Linked DNA regions of Sus scrofa: all the other regions are linked to region 3. Evidence: chromatin contacts called from public promoter capture Hi-C and targeted proximity ligation data. All regions are on one chromosome and are shown on one strand. The core of a region is the stretch at or near the end of the contact, and the rest is flanking DNA. Distances in the headings are between cores, read along the strand shown.

The links. Promoter capture Hi-C pulls out the DNA fragments that hold promoters and counts their contacts.
Region 1: a promoter capture Hi-C map of liver shows a contact between it and region 3, with 2.4 times the contacts expected there. A contact is called at or near these places in 1 of 5 promoter capture datasets (liver), 1 of 47 Hi-C or Micro-C datasets (embryonic fibroblasts) and 1 of 2 datasets of targeted methods (alveolar macrophages).
Region 2: a contact with region 3 is called in a targeted proximity ligation map of alveolar macrophages. A contact is called at or near these places in 3 of 5 promoter capture datasets (fetal liver, fetal skeletal muscle and skeletal muscle), 13 of 47 Hi-C or Micro-C datasets (alveolar macrophages, embryonic fibroblasts, fetal skeletal muscle and 6 more) and 2 of 2 datasets of targeted methods (alveolar macrophages and skeletal muscle).

The regions. Positions count from the first base shown.
Region 1 is chr3:18,345,156-18,347,855 of Sscrofa11.1, forward strand. SLX1A (structure-specific endonuclease subunit SLX1) reads left to right here and starts at 1,346. Exons shown (of 6, transcript XM_021088035.1): 1 at 1,346-1,861; 2 at 2,399-2,450; 3 at 2,555-2,700. The coding sequence starts at 1,674. It overlaps BOLA2B (bolA-like protein 2), which reads right to left. Exons shown (of 6, transcript XM_021088036.1): 3 at 1,288-1,417; 4 at 1,155-1,285; 5 at 968-1,065; 6 at 536-678. The coding sequence ends at 579.
Region 2 is chr3:18,714,736-18,717,435 of Sscrofa11.1, forward strand. All of the region lies in intron 1 of SBK1 (serine/threonine-protein kinase SBK1), which reads right to left. Among named protein-coding and RNA genes, the nearest start is that of SBK1, 17 kb to the right of the region's middle.
Region 3 is chr3:18,504,646-18,507,345 of Sscrofa11.1, forward strand. It overlaps ATXN2L (ataxin-2-like protein), which reads left to right and starts at 1,447. Exons shown (of 21, transcript XM_021088041.1): 1 at 1,447-2,281. The coding sequence starts at 1,980.

The DNA.
Region 1 (2,700 bases), core at 96-2,595, 160 kb before region 3:
TGGAGGTTCCCAGGCTAGGGGTCTAATCGGAGCTGTAGCCGCCATCCTGAGCCAGAGCCACAGCAACGCAGGGTCTGAGCCTCGTCTGCCACCTACACCACGGCTCATGGCAACCTGGATCCTTAACCCACTGAGCGGGGCCAGGGTTTGAACCTGCAACCTCATGGTTCCTAGTCGGATTCATTAACCACTGAGCTATGACGGGAACTCCTTATCTGTTCATCTTGAAGGAGGACAGAGCAGGAACCCCCAGCAATGATCAATGAATGGGGCGGGGGAGGGGGGGAGAGTTGGGTGGGTAGTGGCAGTACCCCTAGGGAGTCCACCAAGAATTACAGAGTAGACCTGTGAGGCCTACCCTGGAAGGGACTTTAAAGAGAGAACTTTCACTTTATAGACACAGAGGCCTATGTGTGGAGAGGGAGTTGCCCAAAGTAAAACAATGGAGAGAGTAAGAGGTAGGGAGAAGCCAGGCCCTAGACTCAGCCTCTGCATGCTTCCCACCCTCCTACACACACCACACTGACACAGAAGCTGGCCCTGATTCATAATTTAATAGGTGTGTGGGTCTGGTTTCCTTATTTTTGCTGCTCACGGGCCCACTGCTCTGGGGTCAGGGTTTTCTGCTCAAAGGCATGGATGTGCGGAAGCTCTTCCGATAGGCACGTGTTCACAAGCCTGGGAGAGAGATGGGGTTAGAAAAAGGCACGTCAGGGCCTGGGTCGCGGTCCCCAAAGCTAGAGTGAGCCGGGAGAGTGGAGGTGCCCTCAGCACCTGGAAACTAGAGAGGCAGCGGGCTTAGATCTTAATATTTGAAGTAGAGGCCACAAAGGTGGGATCCCTGGGGTCGTGGTTTGCGATTCTGGGCCACACTGGCGGGCGTGAGGGAGTCAGGTTTTGGGGAGTGGCCAGGGATGTGGTCCCGGAAGCGGGATTGCTTTGAGTGAGGTGTCCCGAGGGGTCTCACCGGTGTCTCTGAAGCAGAGGCTTCCCTTCGAACTTAGCCGACACCACGAGCACTCGGAAGCTGGACGCACAACGATTGGGAGTCGTGTCCTCCACTTCCTACGGGGCAGAATGGTGCGGGTGGTGCCAAAGTCGCCCCCCAGGAGCCCTGTTGCCCTCGTCGGGCAAGTCTAGGCCGCTGAACTCACCACGTGCTCAGCCTCTAGGTCCCGCTGCAGCTTCTCCCGGAGGTAATCGGCGCTGAGTTCCATTGCAGCAGCCCAGCGAGGGCAGCAGCCCAGCGGGGACGGAACCCCAGCCCGGACCCCGGCCACACTGCTTCCGCCCTTACTGGCGCCACTTCCGCTGAGACCTCTACTTCCGCCCTTACTAAGGCGTCGGTAAACTCAGCACTTCCGTCCTCTCTCAAGCCCGGTTTTCCAACAATCCTGGGGGGTTCTGCTCCTAACATCTGTCAGCCAATGAGAGTCTGCATAAGGACCGAATCGGCCCCAGCGGACGCCCATTGGTGCCTGCCGTCTGCATAGCAGCCTGGGTTCTGTGCGCCGGTTTGAATACCCTAGGTCCAGCTAGGAGAGGGTGCACTAGCCTGCACTGCTGTGGCCTTTAGGGTACTCGGGATCGCCCCAAGCGCTTTTTCCTAGACAAGCATCTGGCAGCCCTGGCAAGCCTGCTCTCTCCAGGGTCACAGGCCAGAGCAAGTTCCAATGGGCCCCGCGGGGGTCGCGGCGAGGGCCGGGCGCTTCTTCGGCGTCTACCTGCTCTACTGCCTGAACCCTCGACACCGAGGTCGCGTCTACGTGGGGTTCACAGTCAACCCTGCTCGTCGGGAGCAGCAGCACAACGCGGGCCGTAAAAAAGGCGGGGCCTGGCGGACCAGTGGCCGCGGGCCTTGGTAAGAGGGAGCTGGCCAAAGTCAGGAGGAGGGCTTCGTGGAGAAGGCGTGGCCCGGCGGGGGAGAGGCCGGCCGAGAGGGGCGGGGCCAGGCCAGTGACGGTGGGCGGGGCCAGCATGGAGGCTGACCCAAGGGGCTGGGTGCGGGGTCCTAGGGACTAGAGAGGGCCTATCGCGGGGATGGAGCGCAGGAGCACTGTGAAACTTGGCTGTGGGTCTCAGAGGAGGGGGTTGGGTGGGCAGGGGAATGATGATCTAGGTTTGGTCCAGCGACAGGGAGCTTGGTGAACAAGGCTGGGTTGGAACAGAGGAAGCCTGGAAGGGAGAGGAACTGAGAAGGGCAATTAAGTACCTGTGCCTGGGGGTTAACCTAAGGTTAGCAGGTGCGAGGAGACGGGGTAGGGCCTCGTGGGCTAAGCTTGAGGTCAGGTGTGATCCACTTTTGCGTGGGACTGGAGGCGCATTATGACTAGGGCTTTCAGTTTGACACCAGATGGGGAAGGGATCTCACAGGCTGCGCCCACTTTCTCATCCCCAGGGAGATGGTGCTCATAGTACACGGCTTCCCCTCCGCGGTGGCCGCCCTTCGGGTAAGAAAGGAGATGGGAAGGTGGGAGGACGCGGTTGAGGGGCGGTGCCTAGGGCTTGAGGCCTTCCCTGGGCGGCCCTGAAGCTCCATACCCCCCACCTGCAGTTCGAATGGGCCTGGCAGCACCCGAAGGCCTCGCGCCGCTTGGCCCATTTGGGTCCGCGCCTGCGCGGCGAGGCAGCCTTCGCCTTCCACCTGCGCGTGCTGGCACACATGCTGCGCGTGCCCCCGTGGGCGCGCCTCCCGCTCAC
Region 2 (2,700 bases), core at 91-2,590, 210 kb after region 3:
GCGGAGGACACTAGCAGCTCTCTGGTCCCCAAGGATTCCTGGCCCCTGAGGGTCTGCTCTCATTTCTAGGGCTTCCCACCCGCCTACCTCTGCATTCCTGCCTGCCTTGGGCCAGCAGCTGCAATCCTGGACATGTTTACATGAAGCCTTTTAGGAACAGGTCTCTTTTCACAGGGTCACACACTGAGATGCCCACAGGAACCAAGGCGGGACTGTGAATGGGGGAACATGGCTTGGGTGGGGACAGGGTGATCTGGAGAGCCCTGGCTCATCTGAATGGTGGTCCCTATCCCCAGTGGCCCACTGCTGTCATTGTGGGAATGTGAACTCAGCTTTTCAGAGCTTCCAATTTTTCAGGAGAAGCTGGAAATCTGGATCCTAAGCTATAATGCCCTGATTTTTAAAATATTGGCATTTTTTTTTTTCTTTTTAGGGCTGCACCTGCAGCATATGGAAGTGCCCAGGCCAGAGGTCAAGTCGGAGCTGCAACTGCCAGCTTATGCCACAGCCACAGCAATGCCAGATCCGAGCTGCGTCTGTGACCTACACCACAGCTCATGGCAACCCTGGATCCTTAACCCACTGAGTAAAGCCAAGGATCAGACCAGCTTCCTCATAGATACTAGTCAGGTTCTTAACCCACTGAGCCACAACGGGAACTCCTTGGCAGAATATTTTTGAAATCATTTTTCAAAAGTCAGGCAGGCTCTGTCCTTGAGGGGGGGACCAAGGATAGGATAGAAGGGCTGCTTCTGTGAGCCTTCTGCCCACTGCAACATCCACACCGGGGGTCTTGGCAAACCTGGGAATGCAGACACCACCTGGGGTGTAGCCTCAGAGGTCAGCTCTTGGCTGGTCTGGGCAGAAGCTGGGCAGGAGCAGGGGCAGTTAGGAGAATGGCTGGGAAGAGGTACCCCCCTCTGAGCCTCTCAGGTACAGGCAGTGACATCCATCAGGGGATGATGTGGTTGCCAGGCAAGGGCAGCTGCTAATCTCTTGGGTATCTGCAGGTGCAGAAGGAGGCTTGGAGGCAGAAGGATGAGACCACGGCCAGGAATGAGCCACAGGGAGAGGTTTGCTCCAGAAACGAGAGAACCAGCAAGACTGAACAGGAAAAGGGGGAGCTCAGCCAGGGCTGTGCCTGCCGGAGGCCACCCCCACCCCAGCCTCTGCTCTTCCCCCAGTCCAGAAGTCACCTTCCATTTCTCACCCTGGATCTGGGCTGGGTAGGGCAGGATTGCAGGGGCTGCAAGAGCAGAGAAAGACAGAGGCGGAGGCAAGACCTCCTCCACTGTCAGGTCGGATTAGCCATTCCTCAGTGTGGCAGCAGCGCTTCACAGGCGTGACCTCATTCATCCTGCGAATCATCTCAGGTCAGGGCCATCGCCGTGCCCGCTGAACCGCGGACGAAAGTGGGTCACGGAGCGGTCGGGTAACTGGCTAAAGTCACACAGCCTAGAAGTAGTGGGACCTGGCGTTAACCCTAGGACTATGCGGCTGCAGTACCTGAACTTTGAAGATAGAAACGGTCAGCAAAAGAGGTGGAAGCACAAATGGAACCTGCTGGGCCAGCCCTGCATGTGCGGGCGTGGCGCTCCCTCTAGTGGCCAGTCTGCCACAGTGCAGGACAGACGATGAGCGAGCCAGGCGCTGGTCTCGTCTGTCTCTGTCTCACTTATAAGCGCTGACACCCCGACCCGCCCAACGCACACACAGCGTACACCCACGCGTTTACTCTCTAGTTCTCCAGGGGAAGATCACAACATCTCCACCTTCTCACCTACAACCCAGGACACGCGACGCCTACCCAGCTGCTCCTCTAAAGCCCCTTTCCCTGGTCAGGCTCCACCAGCCATGCCAGCCTCAGGCAACCTTCCTGTTGCCCCCCTGTCTCTTTCTCTGTCAGACCCTGTGTCTCCTTGTCTACACCCATGGTTCTCAAACTCTGCTGCACATCGTAATCTACTGGGGAGTTTTTAAAAATCCCGATGCCCAGACCACACCCAGAACAAATGAATCAATCTCTTCTTTCACCATCTTTTTTTCTTTTTAGGACCACACCCCCAGCATATGGAGGTTCCCAGGCTAGGGGTCAAATCAGAGCTATAACTGCAGGCCTATGCCACAGCCACAGCAACGCCAGATCTGAGCAGCAGCTTACGGCAATGCTGGATCCTTAACCCACTGAGTGAGGCCAGGCATTGGACCAGCATCCTCATGGGTACTCATCAGGTCCTTAACCTGCTGAGCCCCAATGAGAACTCCATTCTTTCACCATCTTTAGGTCTTCTGGGTACAAACCTTAGAGGCAAGGGTGGAGGAGATCTCAGCACACCCTTGGTTCTCTGGCCTTTCCTGTCACCTTAACCCTCTCCCCTCTGTCTCTGAGGCTCACACCCTACAGCTTGCAATTGCACCCCTACCCCCTCTGAGATCTCTATTTAGACTCCCTCCCTCTGTGTTTCTCCCTTCCATCCCCTTCATCCATTGCTCTGGTACCCACAAGCAGCAGCTCTTTGATCTATCAAGGCCAACAGTTCCCTGCCAGCATCACTTTCTCATGGCCCATCAGCCCCTTCTGCCTTGATGGTCCATAACGCTCTGCCTGGGCTCCGAACACCCTTGTCATGGCTGCTCCCTGGAAATGCCCCCACTCCTCTGCCCAGGTTCCCTGATGGAGGACCTGCCTGGAAAAAGGCC
Region 3 (2,700 bases), core at 197-2,696:
GAATGAAGCTGGGAAAATTGCTGGGCAAACACACAGGAAGGGAACCTAACACTCTCAAAGCTAGGAGTCAGGCGGGATGAAGGAACACTACCCAAGAGCAAGGCAGACTTTGAGTGAAGTGTGTGCCTGTTTAGGGGAGAAATGAAAGCTGCAAGAGTCCCAATGCTGATGTCTGGAGTGAAGAGAGAGAAAGACACTGGAAGTTTATCTGGGATTGAAACCACAGACTCATCACTCCTCCACTCTATTTTCCACACTGCAAAGGGTAATCTTTTAAAAATTGAACCGGTTCTATCCCCGGCCCAGTACAGTGGATTAAGGATATGGCGTTGCCTCAGCTGTGGCGTAGGCTGCAGCTGTGGCTAGGATTTGATCCCATATGCTGCAGGTGTGGCCGTTAAAAAAAAAATAAAGTTCATTAAAAAAATGTAAATCTGGGAGTTCTTGTGATTCAACAGGTTAAAAATCCAACTAGTGGGAGTTCCCATCTTGGCTCAGCAGTTAACAAACCCGACTAGTATCCATGAGGATGCTGGTTCAATCCCCGGCCTCACTCAGTGGGTTAGAGAACTTGGCATTGCTGCAAGCAGTGTTGTAGCTCACAGATGTGGCTCTGGCCTGGTGTTGCTGTGGCCACTGCTTTGAGGATTATGCTCATGTCTCCTTAATATCTGGTCCCACGTTACTTAATTTTCCAGTTTCCTTTTTCAACCTCCTCCCTCTTTAATTTCATACTCCAGACATGCTGAAGTTTTCCTAACTTGTCACATCCTATGCCCCCTGCCTAGAAACCCATCACCCAGTGCTGAATTAGATGTCATTCCTATCTACTCTTAGTGCCCCGTGCTTCACCTAAGAGATCTAATTGTCTGAATCTACCACTAGTTTAAACTCCTTGACAAGGGCAGGAAGTAATTTCATTACAGTTATATCGAAAACACCTAGCCTAATGTCCTAATGACCAACTAATTTGAATGAATGAAGGCTACCTTCCTTGTCGAGTGGGGTGGAGGATTTTGAACTAGACTCTAGGAACTTTGGCCTTCAGACAGTCTCTTTGCTGCTAGTTTAAGAGTCCCGTTCCAGGGCGTGGAGAAATTACTATATTGAAAACCATATAATATAATTTAGAATTAGGCAGATATTTATCTCCAAACTGCTATCTTTAACGCCTATCAGGCTTTTATGTAAATCAGATAAGCTCCGAGAGTAGCTCCCCACGAAACTACCACCAGCTTCAGCGAAGTCCCGGGTCTACTCTCGGGATTTTTTTTTTTTTGCACTCAAGACTCCGCCCACAGGCCCCCGAATGGCGGAAGAACTGCACGCTACGTCGTGACTTCTCACAAGACTGCGGAGGCATCCCGACGCTACGCCGGCGGCGTAGGCGGGGCGGCCGGCTCTTCCTTCCTCTCTGCTGCTTCGGCTCCTCCCCCAGCGCTTCACACGCTCATTGTGAAGCGACAGCGGCCGGCAGTCTTCTGGGCTGCTTGAGATCTAGAGACCCTAAATCCTTGGCGCGCGTGAGCGCCCGCGCTGCTCCTCTCCCACTCCAAAGGCTAGAGGCGCGAGATTCACCTTTCTTTATTCCCTCCTCTGTCGCCCGGAGCTAACCGCCCCGGTGCGCTCGGACATCTCGCGCCGACGCTCCCTCCTCCCCGCCCCTCCCCCTTCGGGAGCTCCCGCCCGGGCGCTCCTCCCCCTCCCTTTTCCCCGGCGACGCGCACGCGCGCCAAGCCGGCTCGCGCCCTCTCGCTTTCCTCCGGCCCGCGAGACCCCCTCCCCTTCCGCCTCGCGGCGCTTCCTCGCGCCGCGGTCTTCTCTATCCACCCCCGACACCGCGGGGCTCGCCCCCGCCCGCCAACGGCGGGTCCCCAGCTTCCCAGTCCACCTCGCTTCCCGCGCTCTCCGGCGGGGCCCCAGCCCCGGCCTCCTCTCTCCCTCCCTTCCCCCTAATTCCCTTTCCGGACGCTGCCATCATGTTGAAGCCTCAGCCGCCACAACAGACCTCCCAGCCCCAGCAGCCGCCCCCCACGCAACAGGCCGTGGCCCGACGGCCTCCTGGGGGCACCAGCCCTCCCAACGGCGGCCTCCCGGGGCCCCTGGCCTCCACCTCGGCTCCCCCAGGGCCTCCCGCGGCCGCTTCCCCCTGCCTAGGGCCTGCAGCCGCTGCCGGGAGCGGACTCCGCCGGGGAACCGAGGGCATCTTGGCGCCACAGCCGCCGCCGCCGCAGCAGCAACATCAGGAGAGGCCAGGGGCAGCGGCCATCGGCAGCGCCAGGTGAGAACGTGTGGGTTTCCGGGCGCCGGAGCCAAGGTGGCCGAGACCTGTACACCGCGCGAGGCAGACCTCTAGCCTCTGGCCACCTTTGAGGGACGCCAGGGGGAGTGGGGAAATCCCGTGGAGCTGGGGGTGGGCCCTTCAGGTTCTAACAGGTCGGAGGAAAGCCTCCGCGGCTAGCCACCGGGACATTGAGGGTGCGCGCTCAGCTCTGAGCGACCAGTCACTGCTCGGGGCTTGGGCCTTAAGGGCAGGCAGGGCGCATCCCGCCAGCGGCGTCGGAACGAGTTGGGGGGGTGAAGAGGTGATAGGGGTCCCCGGCTCCATTACCACGAAGGGTCTCGCGGTCCGGAGCTTCAGCCAATGGGGAGTCAGCTGCGGGAAGGGGTCCCTGGCCGTAGCCAATGGAGGGGGGCGCG